Linked DNA regions of Mus musculus: regions 2, 3 and 4 are each linked to region 1. The links are chromatin contacts, called in public ChIA-PET, Hi-C and HiChIP or PLAC-seq maps. All regions are on one chromosome and are shown on one strand. Each heading gives the region's core, a stretch centred on a gene start, on an enhancer-like site or on the middle of the called end of the contact. The rest is flanking DNA. Distances are from core to core; before and after follow the strand shown. Region 1 holds the start of Ift27 (intraflagellar transport 27). Region 2 holds the start of Tmprss6 (transmembrane serine protease 6). Region 3 holds the start of Myh9 (myosin, heavy polypeptide 9, non-muscle). Region 4 holds the start of Il2rb (interleukin 2 receptor, beta chain).

Region 1 (4,167 bases), core at 1,649-4,148:
CAGCTGTCCCTTATAGATAATCCCAGCACTCGGGAGGCAGAGGCAGGTGGATTTCTGAGTTCGAGGCCAGCCTGGTCTACAAAGTGAGTTCCAGGACAGCCAGGGCTATACTGGTTTGAAACCCTGTCTCGAACCCCCCCCCCCCAAAAAAAAAGAAAGAAAGAAAGAAAAAAAGAAAGAAAAAGAAAGTCTGGACAGGCGTGCTTGCTCTTTCTTCCTTGGACCTCCCCCAGCCCCCCGCAACACACACACACACACACACACACACACACACACACACACACACACACACACACACACACACACACGCAATCCTCTTTCTAATCCAGCTCCAAATCCTGTCCTTTCTCTCTGTGCCACTTAAGGCCTCAGTGCTCTGTGGCCACTTTGCTACATCTGTAAGTTAGGCCAACAGCTTTTGTGAAGGACCCACTACAGAATGTTGCCAGAGTTAATGAACCAGTGTGTGCCGTGTTGGTGCACCTGGCTGTTGGTTCAATAAATGAAACACAGTTGCCTGTCAATGGTGCTCCCTCTCTCTGCCTCTCAAGCCAAAGAAGCCGCAGCTGTGTCTGAGGCACTCAGCAAAGGCTCATACAGTACACAAAGGGCCCATGAGTCACACACTTGCACTTCTGGGCTCTTCCTGGTGGGGGCGTGGGGCGACTGCAGCTTGCATGGTGACTCAATGTATTAGATGCTCAATAAACATCTGCTGAGTGACTATATGTGTGGACCGGTGATTATGTGAGCCTACAAGGAGTGAAAAGAAAAAGCCAGGGGAAGAGGAAGGGTGTGTGTGTGTGTGCCCTCGCGCGCGTGCGCATGTGCACTTAAGGGAGGTGTGGAGATTAGGAATCTGAATGTGGTTCCATTGGGGTCTGGTGGTCCCTGGATACTCCTAAGGGAAAAGAGCCTGGAGGTGGTTTTTTAGTTAGCCAGAAGCTGTAGCCTGTGGATCAGGGTCTTCATTGCTCTGGGCCTTGCTTGCCTCATCTTACATGAGAACTGGCTGGTAGCTTTGAGCATTTGGCCAGAAGACTGTGAGGGAGTGACAAGGGCCAGCATACAGCAAGTCTAAGCAGAGGGGCTCACCACAGGAGCTCCTCGAGAGCTAACCAGCTAAGGAAGAGAACAGCAGGCAGGACCGCCCACTTAAAACGAAATTTAACTTTAAAAAAAAATAATAAATGTCCCCAACTTACCCATGCAGAAGCTGAACACTGTCCAAAGCAACAGAGCTGGGCAAGGACTGGCTGCTTTTGTTACACCACACTGCCTCCCCTGGCACCCTGAGAACTACAGATTCTCTGCAGAGCCTGGCTTCCTTCTGCTGCACTAGGGTCTGAGTGACAACCTGTCACTCATGTCTATGCATGACGCTTTCATTTTCAAATTAGAAAAGTCATCACGGGTACCGTTCCCCTCCATTCCCTGCCCCCCCTTCTTACTCGGTAGAATAAAGATCAAAAGACACCCCTGCTAATCTTTGGATTACAAAGAAGAATCACGGAAGAGACAAGCCTCTGGACATGCCTGTAAGAAGTGTTCTAGTTTAGATTAAGGCGGGAAGGCCCGCCCCCAAAGGTGAGTGGCACCACTCTACAGGCTGGAGCCCCTGACTGAATAAAAGGGAGAAAGAGAGCTGAGAGCCAAGGCTCATGCTCCATTTCCTGACTGTTGACTTAACGTGGCCAGCCTGCCTCCCAGTCTTGCCACCATGCCTTCCTCACCATGATGGGCAGTCCTCTGGACCCGTGAGCACAATAAACTCCCAACTTCCGGTCCAGTAAGTTGTCACAATAAGAAGTAGCCAACACTCCTGACCCACAGGCAGAAGTCAGGCGAATCTGGGAATGGGGTGTACGACTTCCACTGGGGGTTCACCCATGGCAACACCACTCAGGGCTTCGGTCACATCAGGTCACATCACAGAAGCTACCTGGGGGCGCTGTGGCAAAAGGGTTAAATGAAATACCCCCACATGACACTGGCTGCAGTGTCGCCTCGGTAGACACATGTGCTCAGCTGTCAACCAGACTACAAGCTAAGCATATAGGCTTCCGAATGTTCAGACTGGCTCAAGGCAAGCCCACGAGTGTGAGCACCACCAGATCACTCTGTATATATCTATATAATACTCATCCACACTCTGGGCACTGTGCAGGCTATTTCCCTGACAGTCAACAATAATAAACATCTTACTTCCGGGGAATCTCTAAGTTAATGCTCTCAGATGCGCCACCCCATCTTCCTGACATCAGAGTGAGTGGGACCAGCAACGCTGACCCCTGACAAGTCCATGCTTGTACTTCGCTCAAGTTTGTTAAGTCTATCTGGTGAAGGTAGTCTCAAAATATGGGAGGGAGACCGGGACACAGCTGCATCTACAAATGTGCCCTAGGGGTGGGGGGAGTGTCCTGTGGAGCCCATTCCCCCGCCCCGCGCGCCTTCTAGAATCTGCTGTTGGTCACTACAGCCATTCCTAAGGGAGACAGAGAGTGGACGCGATGGTGAACCAAAACCGCCCGAGTTAGGACGGCTAGGGCTCTGGGGACCACGCGTTCAAACACATATAGCACTCACCTGCCAGGATGCATTTGGCAGCTAGCTTCACCATAGTAACCAGGTACTAGCGGAGACGTGGGGGTGGGGGACGCTGAAAGGGGGTTAGGATTCGGGGACAGCTGACACCAGGGCCTGAGGCCGTGATGGAGGGATGGATGATGGCCCGGGTGCTAGGGTTGGGTGGACGGAGGGCTTCAGGCCCCAGGCAGCCTGCAAAGGTTCCGGTGGGGCGGAGCAGAACCCGTTCCAAGTCCAGCCTTAGACCCGGCCCAAAGAAGAGTTGAGACACAACCACTAGTCCTCTGGTCCCAAGAGTCGCGCCAAACAGGCTCCTGGCAACCATCATCAACCCGCCTTCTCCCTCCATATTGTCTCCTGATTGGTTGCTCTCAAAAGCTCGGAGACCCCAGGCACCCAATAGAAGAAGGAGGCGGGGAAAACCGGTTCCCTTCGCGGAACAAAGCGGAGAGGTTTCTGCTCTTTAACTGCTCTCAGCTTGGCCAATGGCTTTAGATGCTGTCAATCACCGCTGGGCACCGCCTAGCGTCTCTGGAGACGCAGCCCAACCAGGATGCAGCCGGAGGCGGGAATTAATGGGGCTTTCTGATTGGCCAGAGCATGGCTTTAACCATCGCGAAGAGTTTGGGATTCGCTGCACCTTGCCCCTTCTTCCTGGGAATGGATTCGCCCACACTGAGAGGGGTGACGCCGCTGAAATGGCGCCTGCGCAGTAAAGGAAGCTGCTGTCGCGGGTCCTGGATGTTATTGGTATCTTTCCCCGACCCCGGGTGCAAAGAACATTTGGAGACCTAACCTTTGCTTCACGTCCAGAATCGAAATGCCATCTTTAAAGCCCAAGCATGTTATGAACCCTAAAAACTGAAATAGCGGGGAGGGAAAAATGTGCAACGTTGAGCAGTGAGGAAGACAGGAAGGCCCTGCATGCTTGCACAGCAAACAACTGCGGACAGCACCCGTGCTGTGCACCTTCCGGAAGGGGGAAAGAGCGAGGTCCTGATGGAAACTCACACAGTATATCCATATGTAACTATATATCACTTTATGTTATGTATCAGTTAAATTAAACTAAAATCTAAAATAGGCCTAATTTGACGTGATATCTTAATGGATGGGAGGACACGCCTCTCTCAGTCGGATTCCTCTGTTATGGGTGAATGGATGCTATCCTGGTGTTGCCCCTCATGAGGGGAGGGTGGGTAAATGCCACCTGACTTTCCTGGGAGCCCCTCTTGCTTTGCCACTAAGTGGGATATGGCTCTGCAAGGCATGTAACCTCTGGAACTCTGAAGATAGAAACCAACTCATGGGTACAGGAAGTAGGCGAGTGTCCATGCATCGGGGCGTTGTTACTGTAGCAAAACACCGGAGAGAAACTATTTAAAGGAGGAAAGGTTTAGTTTGGCCATTTGGTTGACCATCATAACAACAACAGCATATAAGCATATAGCCACCTCATGTTGGGAAAGGAAGAAATAGTTCCCAGGATATGCCCCCAAAGTCACATTCTCTTTCAACTAGGTTCCATTTCCCAGGCACCTCCCCATAGCCCATCACATTAGGTACCTGTGATGGTTTGTA
Region 2 (4,320 bases), core at 1,319-3,818, 290 kb after region 1:
CTGTGACTCCAAAGCATACGCATAGAAAATGTATTTGTGAGAGAATTCACCTAGCCTCCTAGATGGGCTTTCTGCCTCCTGTCCCCTCCTCTATCCCATCCTCCACATTGTCACCCCAAAGATCTCCTGACTCCTGCCCTCATCCACTGGGTCTGAATCCTTCCATGGCTCCCAACAACCACACCATGACGCCCAAGCCTGCTTACCGTCTCTTGTCACACACAACAGCCTTTATTGAAGCCTGTGAGACCTTAGCCTAGTGCCACCACACTGAGGCTGGGTAGCATGTGGGAGCCTTTCCTATGCACTGTCTGGCAATGGGTTCAGGGTCCAGGGTCCTTGGTTACTTAAGCCACTTGTCTCCTTAAACCTGGGCCACCCTTGGTTAAAATCAACACTGGCTTGGGGCCTTGTTTCTCTCAACCTCCCTTTTTCAAAAGAAGACTTGGTGCTGGGGAGATGGCTTGCAAAGTCAAATATCTTGCTGGACGAATATGAGGACCTGGGTTCAGATCCCCAGAAAGTCCTCACATAAAAACTGGATGTACTACCGGGCATCTGTAATCGCAGTGCTCCTACAGCAAGATGGGACACGGAGACAGAAGAAACCTCAGAAGCTCGGGAGCCAGATAACACAGGCAAGATCCTGTCTCAAACGAGGTAGGAGGTGGCGCCCTTTCCTTTAGCTGTCACATGTATGTCCAAACCCAGAGCCAGGAGGCTTGCTTGGCAGAGCACATCTATGATCCTAGGCTCCAGGAGTCTGAGTCTGAGGCAGGAGGATCCCCCTTTCCAGGCCACTCCAGACTGGCTTGTCTCAAACAAGTCGGCCAGTAAGCAAGCAAAACGGGGCAGTCTTTGTTCTCCTGCACCTCTGAGGCAGGCATCTCTGGGAGCCCAGCTCAGGGTGTTTCCCTCAAATGAAGTGGCCGCTGGGTGGAGCAATGGGGCGACCATGTATCCAGGCACTGAGCCTCTTCCTCATCTCATTGCCTGTGGGAAGTAGGGCTCCGTGGCTTAGATCCAGAAAGGATGCTGAGTCTGCCTCTAACCCCTCACCTCTGTGACTGGATGTCACCCCATTTTATTAGAGCTCTCATAGAGATACGCTGGATATGGGGGTGGGGGTCACAGTGAATACAGAGCTCCCACCTCCATCTTCTGTACCCACGAGGATGACCACACCACAGCTTTTGCTATTAGACAATGGCTTGAATTTTCCCGAAGCCCAGTCCATCATAAAAATGGTACCTTCCTGAGAAGGTACCGCACTGAGAACCCACAGCCTTCCTGTGCAGCCCAGACCAGCCTTGGACTCAAAAGTCGCTCCCCACCCCCCCATCAGTGCAACTGACCAGGTGGGTGTGCTCTCTGACCCATGCATAATGTGGAGACCCTTGAAGGACACAATCTTCTCCCCTGGTAGACTGGGCAACAGCTCTGCACCCTCTTCCACCCTCTTGACAGTGGAGAGCCTTGTCCACCCTCTGCGGGCTGAGCTCACAGGTAGCACAGTGGAGATCTGGATTTGACCACAGTGTGAGAGTTCCACTCCAGTCATGGACTGCACGGCAACACACAAGCCCATTTCACCTCCAGCAACCTTGGCTGTTTGCTTCAATGTCTCCTCCTTTTAGTGGTTGGTGAATCAAAAGTCCTGGGAGATGAATTCCCTAAGACTGGCAGAAGGCCCAAGTCGGGACTCTGACCCAAGGACATGGGAAGTACATCTTGGCACTTAGCGGAAGCCCTGCTGTGAACCACTGAAGCTAGGGGCCTGAGTGTGAGCCATGGGGAAGGGATGGTTAGGAGCTCTGGCCACACACATGACCCATGTGCACCCACCTCCAGATGTGTAGAGATGGAGATGCATGCATGCGCGCACGCACATACAGGCACGAACACATGAATACACGTACACATACCTGCACACACACATGCACACACACACACACACACACACACACACACCAGCTCCAGGCTACAAGCCAAGAGTCCTGTGTGTAGATCCCACATGGATACAGATTAGGGCTTGGGCTCTCTCTTGCTCTCCAGAAAGCCTGGGATGTGAAGTTGTATATGAAATGAGAAATTAGGCAACCAGGTCCATACACTGGGCCTCCCCTTTCTCTGCACACCCGAATCGCAGGCCACCGGGTCCCTGGAAGCCCTCTGGTACCCTGCACCCTCAGCTGCGCTAGGTTCGCTCCACCTAACCTTCCCCAACAGCAGCTTGGTGCACCCTGTGGCCTCTATGCCAGGTCACTCTGGCCGAGGAGCCCCTGCAAGCCGTTCAAAGGCCTAGTCACCAGGCTATTGACCAGAGATCCTGGTTCTCTGTCCCAGAGGCCCCTGCTTACCTTCAAGAGTGGAAGGTAGGTGCCGGGCCTGCACACAGGCCTGGAGGCCTCTGTTTATCCAGGCCAAGGTCTTTCCACCCCCAACTGGCCAGCTTAGGTTGGATCAATGGCCTGGAGCCATGGCTGGGGTGTCTGGCCCTTGTCCCTTGTGGCCTGTGGCCCCAAGTTCCATGGGCCTCTCCTGTCAGGTCCAGGGCGACAATGAAACTGAACACAGGTAAACAGGCAGGAGGCAGGAGGCAAGTAGTTAGTGCCCGCCTCTCTAACCCCGCCCTGCCCCATGGGTGCCCAGGGGGCTGGACCTGCAGGAGCAGGAGACCTGAGCTCTCCCCCGGGGCCTGTTGCTTGGTGATATTCCTGCCTGGTTACAGCCCCTGGTCCCCTAACAGGGTGAATGGGAAACTGCAGAGGCAGATTCAGGTGAGAACAGGGGCTCACACAGCTGACACTGGCCAGAAAGTCCTGGGCCCGTGACTTCTGGGGATAGGAGAGAAGTGGGCCGGGGGAGAGGTGCACTTGACACTCTCTTCCATGAATCTAGGAATTACTGGTATTCTACAAAACCCTGCTGTCCACTGGCCACACATGTCCCTTGGACATGAAATAGAGCCAGAATGAGCAGAGATGGGCTCTTAGGTAAGACACGTTCCAGATCATGAGCAAGAAAAACAACATTATGAACTAACCAGTAACCCCCTGGAGCTCATGTCTCTAGCTGCATATGAATCAGAAAATGGCCTAGTTGGCCATCAGTGGAAAGAGAGGCCCATTAGTCGTGCAAACTTTATATGCCTCATTCCAGGAGAACGACAGGGCCAAGAAGTGAGAGTGGGTGGGTGGGGGAGTGGGTGGGGGAGTGTGTTGGGGACTTTTGGGATAGCATTGGAAATGTAAATGAAATAAATACCCAAGAAAAATAAATAAATAAAAAAAAAGTCAGTCGTTGCATTGCTCATTTGGGTACTGATTGCAGATTGAAATGTTAGCTTGGCTGCTCTCTTGGGCTAGAGGAGCTGTGCAAAGATGAGTCCCACCTACTTTTCTGTGTTTTGATGGGATCTAGAAAACTGAGGCGACAAGCGAGGCTCATGTTAGAATTAGATGGGACAGTGCTGCTGCAGAGGGACTGAGTCTCACCCAGACACGTGATCACCATGTAGCAGCTGGAGACTGGGGAGCGAGGAAAGAGAGTGTGCAAGCTGGGAAGGAAAGGATGGACCCTCACAGGGTCAAGGGTCAGACCTACAAGTTTGGGCAAGGGCCCAAGCAAGAGCTGTCAGGGCATGATGGTAAGGAGAGCTACCGGCCAGGTCACATGGTGTGAGCCAGGGGTTCCTGTAGAGAACTGTGTGTGAATTTGAGGCTCAGTGTGCTGTGAACATGTGTTTCCCCATGTGTGTGCGTGTGTGTGTGTGTGTGTGTTGGTGCGTGCACACCAGGCATGTAGGAAATATGTGTACAGTGTAGAGTATATGTGTGGACAGATGATGTATGTTAAGAATGTATATCTGGGGCGTGTAAAAATCAAATGGATGATAGCCATGCCTGTAGGGTGGAGTGGGTCTGTGTAGGCCGTGGAGCGTGGGGATCTGCGTGTGAGCGTAAGTGGGTATGTGCCTGTCCACAGAGTGAGACGGACATGGGTTGTGAGGCACAGATGGAGCAAGAGATGTGCACGGGGCGTGAGGGGCAGTATGGGAAGCTATGGAGGGTGAACTGAGTGTGGAGAGAGTGTGAAGAAATGCCTGCTCTGAGATGCCGGCAGCATGGTCAGTGGACATAGGCCATTCTGGGCTAGAGGAAGCAGGGTGGATCCCTGGCCCCAAGTCATGATCCCTGGATGTTTCATTGGCGCCATTAGCCCTGTCTGGGCCAACAAGAAAACGGTTCGTGAAAGCCTAGCATGGTGGGAATGGAAAGGTCTTGTAGCTGGGTATGACTCAGCGTGAAGGTGGCTCTC
Region 3 (3,898 bases), core at 656-3,155, 330 kb before region 1:
GTCTACACGGGGCTTCAAGCAAATTGCCTCCTTAATAGAAAGGGAGGGAGGCCTCCAGGTGAAGTTATCAGCTTGGACTCTAGACAGTGGAGTCAGAAATGGCTACAATGTTTCTGTGAACAAGTTACCTTTTATTTATTTATTTATTTATTTATTTATTTATTTTTGCTGTTTCAAAAAGCTTTATTTTCACTTGGTCAAGGCTTAGGAGGGGCTCCGGGGCGGGTTACAGATCTGCCTAGTGGCTTGAGAGTTCTAGATGGAGGTCCTGAGATTGACTGGCTGGCATACAGCAGAGGAGGGAGTCCTTTGGGAGGCAGAAACCTCCTAAGTCGTGCTTGAGAGTGAGCCACTCTTAGAGATACTTGGGCCAGTCTGCGTTGGCTAAAAAATACGGAACTCAATGCATTTGCGTGTCATCCTTACGCAGAGGCCATGCTAATCTGTATCGTTCCAATTTTGGTATAGGTGCTGCTGTAGGAAGCACGCAAGTTACTTTGAAATCTTGCTAATCCAGAAAACCGCTCAGAGAACTGAGAACTCGATGGACCTCCCTGTAGCCCAGCCGAGGCAGCCTCCGGGTCTCCAAGACCTGGGACTTCCCAGGGACCTTTTCCCTAACACCGCTGGGTGGGGCCTTAGGCACCCGCCCGAGCCCACCCAGCCTTCAGTTTCACTACAGCCCGCAAGCAAGTCATAGAGGGTACTTGACTCAGTTTGCCTGGGAGAGATGGGGACCCGGAGGAGCGGGGTGCAGCTCCTGCCTTAGGCGTGGCTCCAGAACAGGATGAGGTGAAGACCCTAGTGCAAGGAAGTGGGGGATGTCTTCAAAACTCCGCCTCTCATCAAACATAAAAGATGCGGCTGCCCGGCCTGGTCTTAAAGTCAGGGCCAGCTCCCAGAGACTGGCCCGGGCGTGGCGTCCCAAGGTGCGGTGGAAATCAGGTGCACGCCTGCCCGGGCGACGGGGCAGCTGCCGGCAGACCCAGGCCTTCTGACCTCGGGCAATAGAAATCCAAGGTTGAATGAGGTCAGACGGGGGGGTTCTTTTCCTGCGCCCTGAGCCCCTCGGCAGCTGGGACCCCTTTTCCCACGCACTCTGAGTACCTCTCCCCGCCCCCTCCCGGCCCAAGGGCTGACGGACAAATGAGGAAGTCCGCAGCGGACGGCGGAAACCGTGCCGGGCGCAATGTCTGCGGCGGGACCGACCGATCCTGACTCAGGAGGACGCCCTGACAGCTGCCAAGCGGTCCTCGCCTGCCCGTTACCTCCCTTTGCCAAACTTACAAAGGAGCTGCTGCCCCGTGCCCACGAACGCATCCGGCCGGCTCGGCCGAGATCTCCGGGACTGCTGCGTCCCGGAAGGGGTTAAAAAGTTTGCCGGAGCTGGCCGTCGGGGAGGCGGGAGTGCAGAGGCGACAGGAGCAGGCCGAGCTCCCAGTGCCCCGACCGGGAAGGGCATCCTGTAGGGCCGGGGACTGCGTCCCCCGGTTCCCTAACCCCGAGGCCTCGCTGCCTATCACCCCTCGGGTGAGGATGCGGAGTCCGGTCGCACCCGACCGCGCTGAAACCCGCCACGCGGAGGCCGAGAACCACAGGGCCGTCCGCCCCAAAGGACTCGAGTCTTGTCGCCGCGCGCGCGCGCTCGGCAGCTCCGGGGCGGGACATACCGGCAAAGCTCGCTCACCTGAACCTGGGTCTGCCCGGGGAACAGGCGCTGGTTCTTCCGAGTGGACTTTCTCGAGCGCTCGGGCGGCGCGGCGGGGTGGGGCGAACGCGAGACTGGAAGCTGCAGCAGGTCAGGTTCTTGAGCCTTCCGTGCCCTGCCCAGGAACCGCGGTGATCTGCGCGCCTCACCGCACCCAGCTCTGGTGCGCGCCGCCCTCCCTGCCCCGCCCTTCCAAGAGGAGGGCGGGTCTACAGCTCGCCGCCGGCTCGTGGGTGGAGCTTCCAAGAGTCCCCGCCCTCTCCCCACACTGCCCAATCCAACAGGAGTCTGGCCTAAACTGACAGATTTTCGGCCTATAAACAGACAAGAGATGGAAGCCGGAGTGCTGAGATTCATCCTCCCCATCTGTCCCCACCTCCGCCCACCCCACCTTCCACCCGCGCTTCCTAGGCGGGAGCCACGCCTTGTTGGGCGGGTCCAATGGACAGCCAGGTTACAGGACCAGGATTGACGCGGATTTCATCCAATCAGAAGCAAGCGGCTCAGGCGCGCTGGGCTCCTGGTCCCGGCTCTGGTGTGCAGCTTGGGCCGCGCCGGGGCCGGAGGGAGCGTACTGGGGAGGTCTGAGGCTCTGACACTCCGCCCAGCGAACCGTGTTTTCCCTTCGTCCTGTCCTACCAGGAGAACAGATATTAAGTACCATATATGGGAAAAGTGGTATTTTACATAATTATGATGGCTGTGGGGGCGGTCATGGCTTCAACCCTGCATTCCGTGTGGGCGTCCTGAGTTCGATTTTGGAGCCTGCTCGCGGCTGTCCTCCAACCTCTGAACCTTTGCTCTGGCTAGTACCTCTGCCTGGAATGCAGTCTAAGCCACTCTTAACCTTTGAATAATTAACTCACACACATCTCAGATATTTGTCACTAAATTATTTTAAGGGTAGATTTCATTTGTTTTATTTTGGTTACTAACCACGAGAGGATTTTTTTTTTCATTTAAAAAAATGTACTTTGCCATTAATCTATCAGGAATTTGTCCACGCATTATTTTCTGCCCAAATTGTCCGTTTCCGAGTTGTGTCCATTGATCTATGTGGTCGATCCTGCAGCACGTCAATGCTTTCAAATGGCTTTATGAAGGCAAATTTCTCGTCATTGCTCTTAACTGTTGGAATGTTCTTGCTAACACAGTTAAAATGATCCTTCCATATAAACTTCAGGGAAAACTTACATTCTGAAGCCAAAAAGCAGCTAAAGAAAGAAAGAGATTTTGCAGCCCAGATGACCAGTGATTGCTACCCACATTACAGCAAAGACTGCTTCCCAGTTGATAAGAAAAATTTAAAAAATTTTTAAAAGGCTGAACCATCCAGGGGTTGTGGGTGGTATACCAGAACTCAAGAGGTCTGAGGTAGGAGGGGGAGTTCAAGACTAGCCTGAACTACACAGACAAGCAGTTCAAAGGTGTGAAATATATAAAGCCAATAATTACTTTTAAAACTAATCATCAAGAGACTGGAGATGTACGGGCAGTGGTGGCCCATGCCTTTAACCCCAGCACTCGGGAGGCAGAGGCAGGCAGATTTCTGAGTTCGGTCTGCAGAGTGAGTTCCAGGACAGCTAGAGCTACACAGAGAAACCCTGTCTCGGAAAAAAAAAAAAAAAAAAAAAAGCCCAGCATTGTTAGAGCCGGTGAGGAGGTGGAGCTCATCAGGTGCTGACAGGAATACGCATGCGCTTCTCCAACCACTTTGGGAAAGTGGCTCCACTAGGCCTGTAGCACACACCTGTGATTTCAGCGCTGCAGAGGGAGGCGCAGGAGGAGCTACTCTTGGCTACATAATGAGTTTAGGGCCAGTCCCCGCTAAGCACGCCTGTCCTTGGCTCTATTTACTAAAGCTTGATAGAGACCTCAAGAGTTCCACTCCGGGCTGGTGAGATGGCTCAGTGGGTAAGAGCACCCGACTGCTCTTCCAAAGGTCCAGAGTTCAAATCCCAGCAACCACATGGTGGCTCACAACCATCCGTAATGAGATCTGACTCCCTCTTCTGGAGTGTGTGAAGACAGCTACAGTGTATTTACATAAAATAATAAATAAATCTTTAAAAAAAAAAAAAAAAAAGAGTTCCACTCCGAAGCATTTATCCAACAGAAGATGAGTATTTAGATCCATCAAAGGATGTTCAGAAACGTTCACAGAAGCTTAAAACTGCCGAATGGCTCAAC
Region 4 (4,184 bases), core at 292-2,791, 320 kb after region 1:
TCCTTCGGCAAGAGGGAAACTGAATCTCTGGGAGACTAAGAAAACCACTCCAAAACCACACAGCACAAGGCCAGCCTCGGGCAGAGTGAGTACAGCCCAAGAATCTCAGAGTCCCAGGCACTGTCCCCCTGAGGCTCACCCACGTATGCCCTTCGCAACCACCAGACGTTCATCTCCCTGACTCATATATGTCTCCGCTGAGGCCCTGAAAAGGTCTGTCATCCCACAGACCCAGGCTGCTCTAACTGGGTCACCTGATTTCCAGTACAGTGGTGATGCTGACGGAGGAGGAGGGTCAGCCATGAGTGACAGTCGTGTCACACTCCCTGCGTCAGACTGACCCACACATGTCACAGAGAGGTCTCACAGCACAAGAGCAGGTTCTGTGACTGACTGCTCCTTCCCTATGGGAAGATCAGGGCCTAAAGCAGCCTGTTTCCCAGGATAAAGGTTCCAGTGCTGGGGCAGTCCAAGGCCTCACAGGTCTGTGAGGTACAGGGTCGACTGAGGGAGGACGGACGGCAAGCAAGAGCTTGTCTGTCAGATCTGGTGGCCTTTGACCTCAGAGATCCTTTCTCTGGCCACCTCTCCAGAGACACACACATTCACAAAGACACACACACACACACACACACACACACACACACCACTGTTCACCTCTTGCTGTTCAGTTCAGCTGAGGAGTGTGTGAAAGAAAGGGGACCTTCAAAGGTAGTTCTGCCTTCCTCAGCCACCCACCTTGGCCCTGAAGTACTGTAAACACAGCTAACGGTGGGAAGCTCCTACCTCAGGCAGCCTCGGAGACGGAGCCCCATGCCTGGCGATGTCCTTAACCTCTCTAGCCACTCGGTAATGTCAGAGACAAATCTAAGCTAGAACTCTACCTCTGACCTCCAGCCTAGGGCCCTCAGAAACCTGTCAATCAACATAGCTGACTGGACAGCCAGGTCCCAGGGGGAGATTCCTTCTCTCTTTCTCACTAAGGAGAATTCTCCAGGCTGAGATGAACTCCACAGGCGTCAGCGTTGAATCCCACCTGTCCCATACACGCCATGCCACCTCCCAATACTGACGAGCTACAAATCTTTTCCTCCACCCTTCTGGGCTAAGACATCCCCACACAGGATCCAGGGAAGTCCCTCCTAGCGAAAATGGCACACAGCTTCCCACAGAGTAGACTGGGAAGAAGCCACTGTGCCCTGACATTGGAAGGGGTTTATTCTTAAAGGAGAAACCATGACAGCCAGGCTACCCCCTTCCCCAGGGAATCCTAAGACAAGGTTAATCATCAAAGCCCAGATACAAACTACAAAGGGAACCAAGTTAGAGATGAGCGCCCCCTCCCAGCTCCCTGTCCCTTGGGAGGACCAGCAAGAGGTAGTGGGGTGCCCAGGGCTCCCAGGGGACCACACAGGGGCATCACCTGGCTGCAACATGGAGTTGTGTCGAGATGTTCCCTGCAGTCCTGCTGGAGGTTGGGTCCACGGCCATCTCCTGCTCCGCAGCTTAGGTAGCAGACAACAGCTAGGCCAGCAACAGACTGAAACCCAAGGCGAGCCCACTTCCTGTATAGAGGATGAGGGGCAAGGCCCAATGGGAGGTGGAGAGATGGGGGGTGATGAGGTAGCCTGAAACTCCACACACACCTAGCACTGATAAGATCTCCTCCTACGCCCAGGGGCAGCCACTGAATGTGGTGGCACACACGCTCACACAGTTACTGTGGTACAGGGACCTAGCTATGCACAGAACCTGAGGGGGCAGGCCCTTCTTTGCCTACTCTTCCCCGCTACATCTCACACATGCCACCCTAACACCATCGACTTCTGCTCACGCATGAGCACACACGCGCATGCACACACACACACACACACACACACACACACACACACACACATACATATGCTCACACCCTAACACCAAAGCCACCCACAGACACATCATCCCTCTAGGACCTAGAGTCTAGGTGTCCTCTTTGCTGATCTCCATTTTAGCCATCCCCCAGCCCCCGCTACATGCTGCCCTTTACTTCAGTCTCTGAGATGCCCTTTATTTAGGCTAGCATTCAAAGGTGACTGACTGGTTTTAAGGCTTGATAAGCAGTTTGATGGCCAATGAGTGGCCCTCCTATCACTTTCTTCCTTTCCGAGTTGTAAGTTCTAATCCTTCCTCTCTCGGTGAGATAGGGTGGCAGGGTTCAGTTCACGGCTTTTATTTTTAACAATGAAGTCACGAATTTCTCCGTAAATGAATGGGTGTTTATTTACATATTGTATCACAGGACCAGGGACTCCCCGTTTCTATCTCCCCTTCATCTTGGTTTTAATGCCAGGCTTGGGGAAATATGACAAGCTTCTGCCCTCTTGTGAAAAGAAGGGAGTTGTAAGAATTCTGTTCTCTGGACATAACAGCCATTACCATCTTCATCGGGGCAGCTGTAACTGCCACAAGAGAGCCACACGATTGGACCTGCTGATGTTCATCCCCTCACAAGAAGGGAAGAGAAGTAACAGGAACCCCTCCCCTGAGGTCCAGCTTTAGCGATGTGTAACTGAACTCAGGGGTACTTACACACTAGAGAGGATAGGTTAGCCAAAGAAGAAGTGACTCCATCTATACAACTATGGGGATGCCATCATCCATGCTCAGCTGTGACTTCCCAGTAACATAGTTGCTTGGGGGGGTGGTCACCCAAACTGATGTAAGCAACCCCTTACTCCATAAATGTGCACAAGAAACTCACTAGCTCACCAAGCTAGACTTCAGTGGAGCTGTTTCTTGCTCTGTCGTTGGTGCCCTGTCTGGGATATGGAGGGACGTATGCACACACACAAAATCCCCAGGACTCTGGGGATGCTGGAGAGTGAAATCAAGAACCCTAAAAAGAGAATTGAGACAAGCCAGGAAAGGAGGTATGTGGGCTGCCATTGCTAGGGAGAGTCACCCCGGCTGTGTGACCTGGACTTGCTGAACTTCAGTTCACAAATCTGTAAAATGGGATTACTATTTTAGTTTCATTGAGGTGACAAAATTCCCAGGCAAAATCAGCTTAAAGGAGGAAAGATTTCTTGTGGCTTTTGGGTGGCCCGGCCCCTGGTGTCTTAGATCTGCCACAGTGAAACACCATGATAAGAGAACAAAGCTGCTCCCTGACTTGTCAAGCAGGAAGTGGGGAAAGGGGAGAAGGCTGAGGACAGGATATGTGTCCAAGGCATGTTCCCAGAGACCTACCTCCTCCAACTACTTCCCACCTCCTATCAGCCCACCAAGCTACAGACTCATCCCTGGACCCATGGCATCCGCATGGCCGCATCCTTATAGCTATATCAGGGCTCCAGACTTCCTGCAGAGGAGCTGTCTGGGGTAGGGTGGGAGAACCTCATAGACAGACTGGAATAGGGTCTTATCAGTTCTTGCCTGAGCCTGGGGTGAGGACTGACACACAGGAAGGTATCCATGAAGACTTGGGATAAAAGCCAGTTCTCCTTGACAGGGCGTGAATGTGCCCCTAAATGTTCATGCATTAGAAATCCAAGCCCCCTAAATTCTTATATTGATTGTCTGTGAGAGCAGAAATCTCAGAGGCCATTAGGGTGGGGGTGAAGGCATGAAGGTGGCTTCCTACAATGGCACTGATGTGGAAGAGAAACAGGAGCCAACATGGCGCTCCCTCCAGCCATGTGACGCCTTTGACCTGTGCTGAGGCAGAAGGAAGGCCTTACCCACTACCTCTGCCAACACTCAGGAAGCTCCACAGCTGTGGGCCCAGCAAGCTCCAACTCTCTGACATACTGAGGCCCAGCCACAGAAAATGGCTAACGACTCTCTCTTGTCCCACCCCCCTCCTCCCCTGGAAGATTCTTTAATAACAGTAGAAGGCAAGAGACATATCCATGGTGACGGGGAGATTGACAGGCCAGGTTTCCCAAGCATAGAATACTTCTGGAAGCTTCTCGGGAAGCCGTGATGAGCGGCTCTTGGCTTTGCATGCAGACCTGGGACTTAGCCTTTCCCTCCAGATAAATGGAACCATTTTATTAAAGCACATGTAAAGTCAAAAGGAATAATTGTCCCTGGGCAGAGTTAGGAGCCACAGGTCCAGTGCCATCATAGCTTAGTCTGTGGGGACGACCCTGACCAGTCTCGCTGATGCAGTTCAGGCCCCTCCCCACTCCTCCATCTTC

Evidence for each region. Hi-C and Micro-C count contacts between places; a contact is called where the count stands out from the background. ChIA-PET counts read pairs in DNA pulled down with a chosen protein or histone mark. HiChIP or PLAC-seq counts read pairs in DNA pulled down with a chosen protein or histone mark.
Region 2: a contact with region 1 is called in an H3K4me3 HiChIP or PLAC-seq map of bone marrow-derived macrophages, with 7 times the contacts expected there. The contact joins the promoter of Tmprss6 here to the promoter of Ift27 in region 1. A contact is called at or near these places in 2 of 115 datasets of contacts at active chromatin or transcription factors (bone marrow-derived macrophages and memory CD8 T cells) and 1 of 9 other capture datasets (pancreatic islet).
Region 3: a contact with region 1 is called in a Hi-C map of Th1 cells, with 5 times the contacts expected there. The contact joins the promoter of Myh9 here to the promoter of Ift27 in region 1. A contact is called at or near these places in 1 of 484 Hi-C or Micro-C datasets (Th1 cells), 1 of 115 datasets of contacts at active chromatin or transcription factors (pancreatic cancer cells) and 1 of 9 other capture datasets (adipose tissue).
Region 4: an RNA polymerase II ChIA-PET map of memory CD8 T cells shows a contact between it and region 1, with 27 read pairs. The contact joins the promoter of Il2rb here to the promoter of Ift27 in region 1. A contact is called at or near these places in 1 of 39 promoter capture datasets (the C10 cell line), 2 of 115 datasets of contacts at active chromatin or transcription factors (bone marrow-derived macrophages and memory CD8 T cells) and 2 of 9 other capture datasets (adipose tissue and pancreatic islet).

Annotation. Positions count from the first base shown.
Region 1 is chr15:78,171,183-78,175,349 of GRCm38.p6, forward strand. Ift27 (intraflagellar transport 27) reads right to left here and starts at 2,899. Exons shown (of 7, transcript NM_025931.3): 1 at 2,587-2,899. The coding sequence starts at 2,620.
Region 2 is chr15:78,466,066-78,470,385 of GRCm38.p6, forward strand. Tmprss6 (transmembrane serine protease 6) reads right to left here and starts at 2,569. Exons shown (of 18, transcript NM_027902.2): 1 at 2,361-2,569.
Region 3 is chr15:77,840,270-77,844,167 of GRCm38.p6, forward strand. Myh9 (myosin, heavy polypeptide 9, non-muscle) reads right to left here and starts at 1,906. Exons shown (of 41, transcript NM_022410.3): 1 at 1,688-1,906. It also overlaps the pseudogene Gm22107.
Region 4 is chr15:78,493,525-78,497,708 of GRCm38.p6, forward strand. Il2rb (interleukin 2 receptor, beta chain) reads right to left here and starts at 1,542. Exons shown (of 10, transcript NM_008368.4): 1 at 1,424-1,542.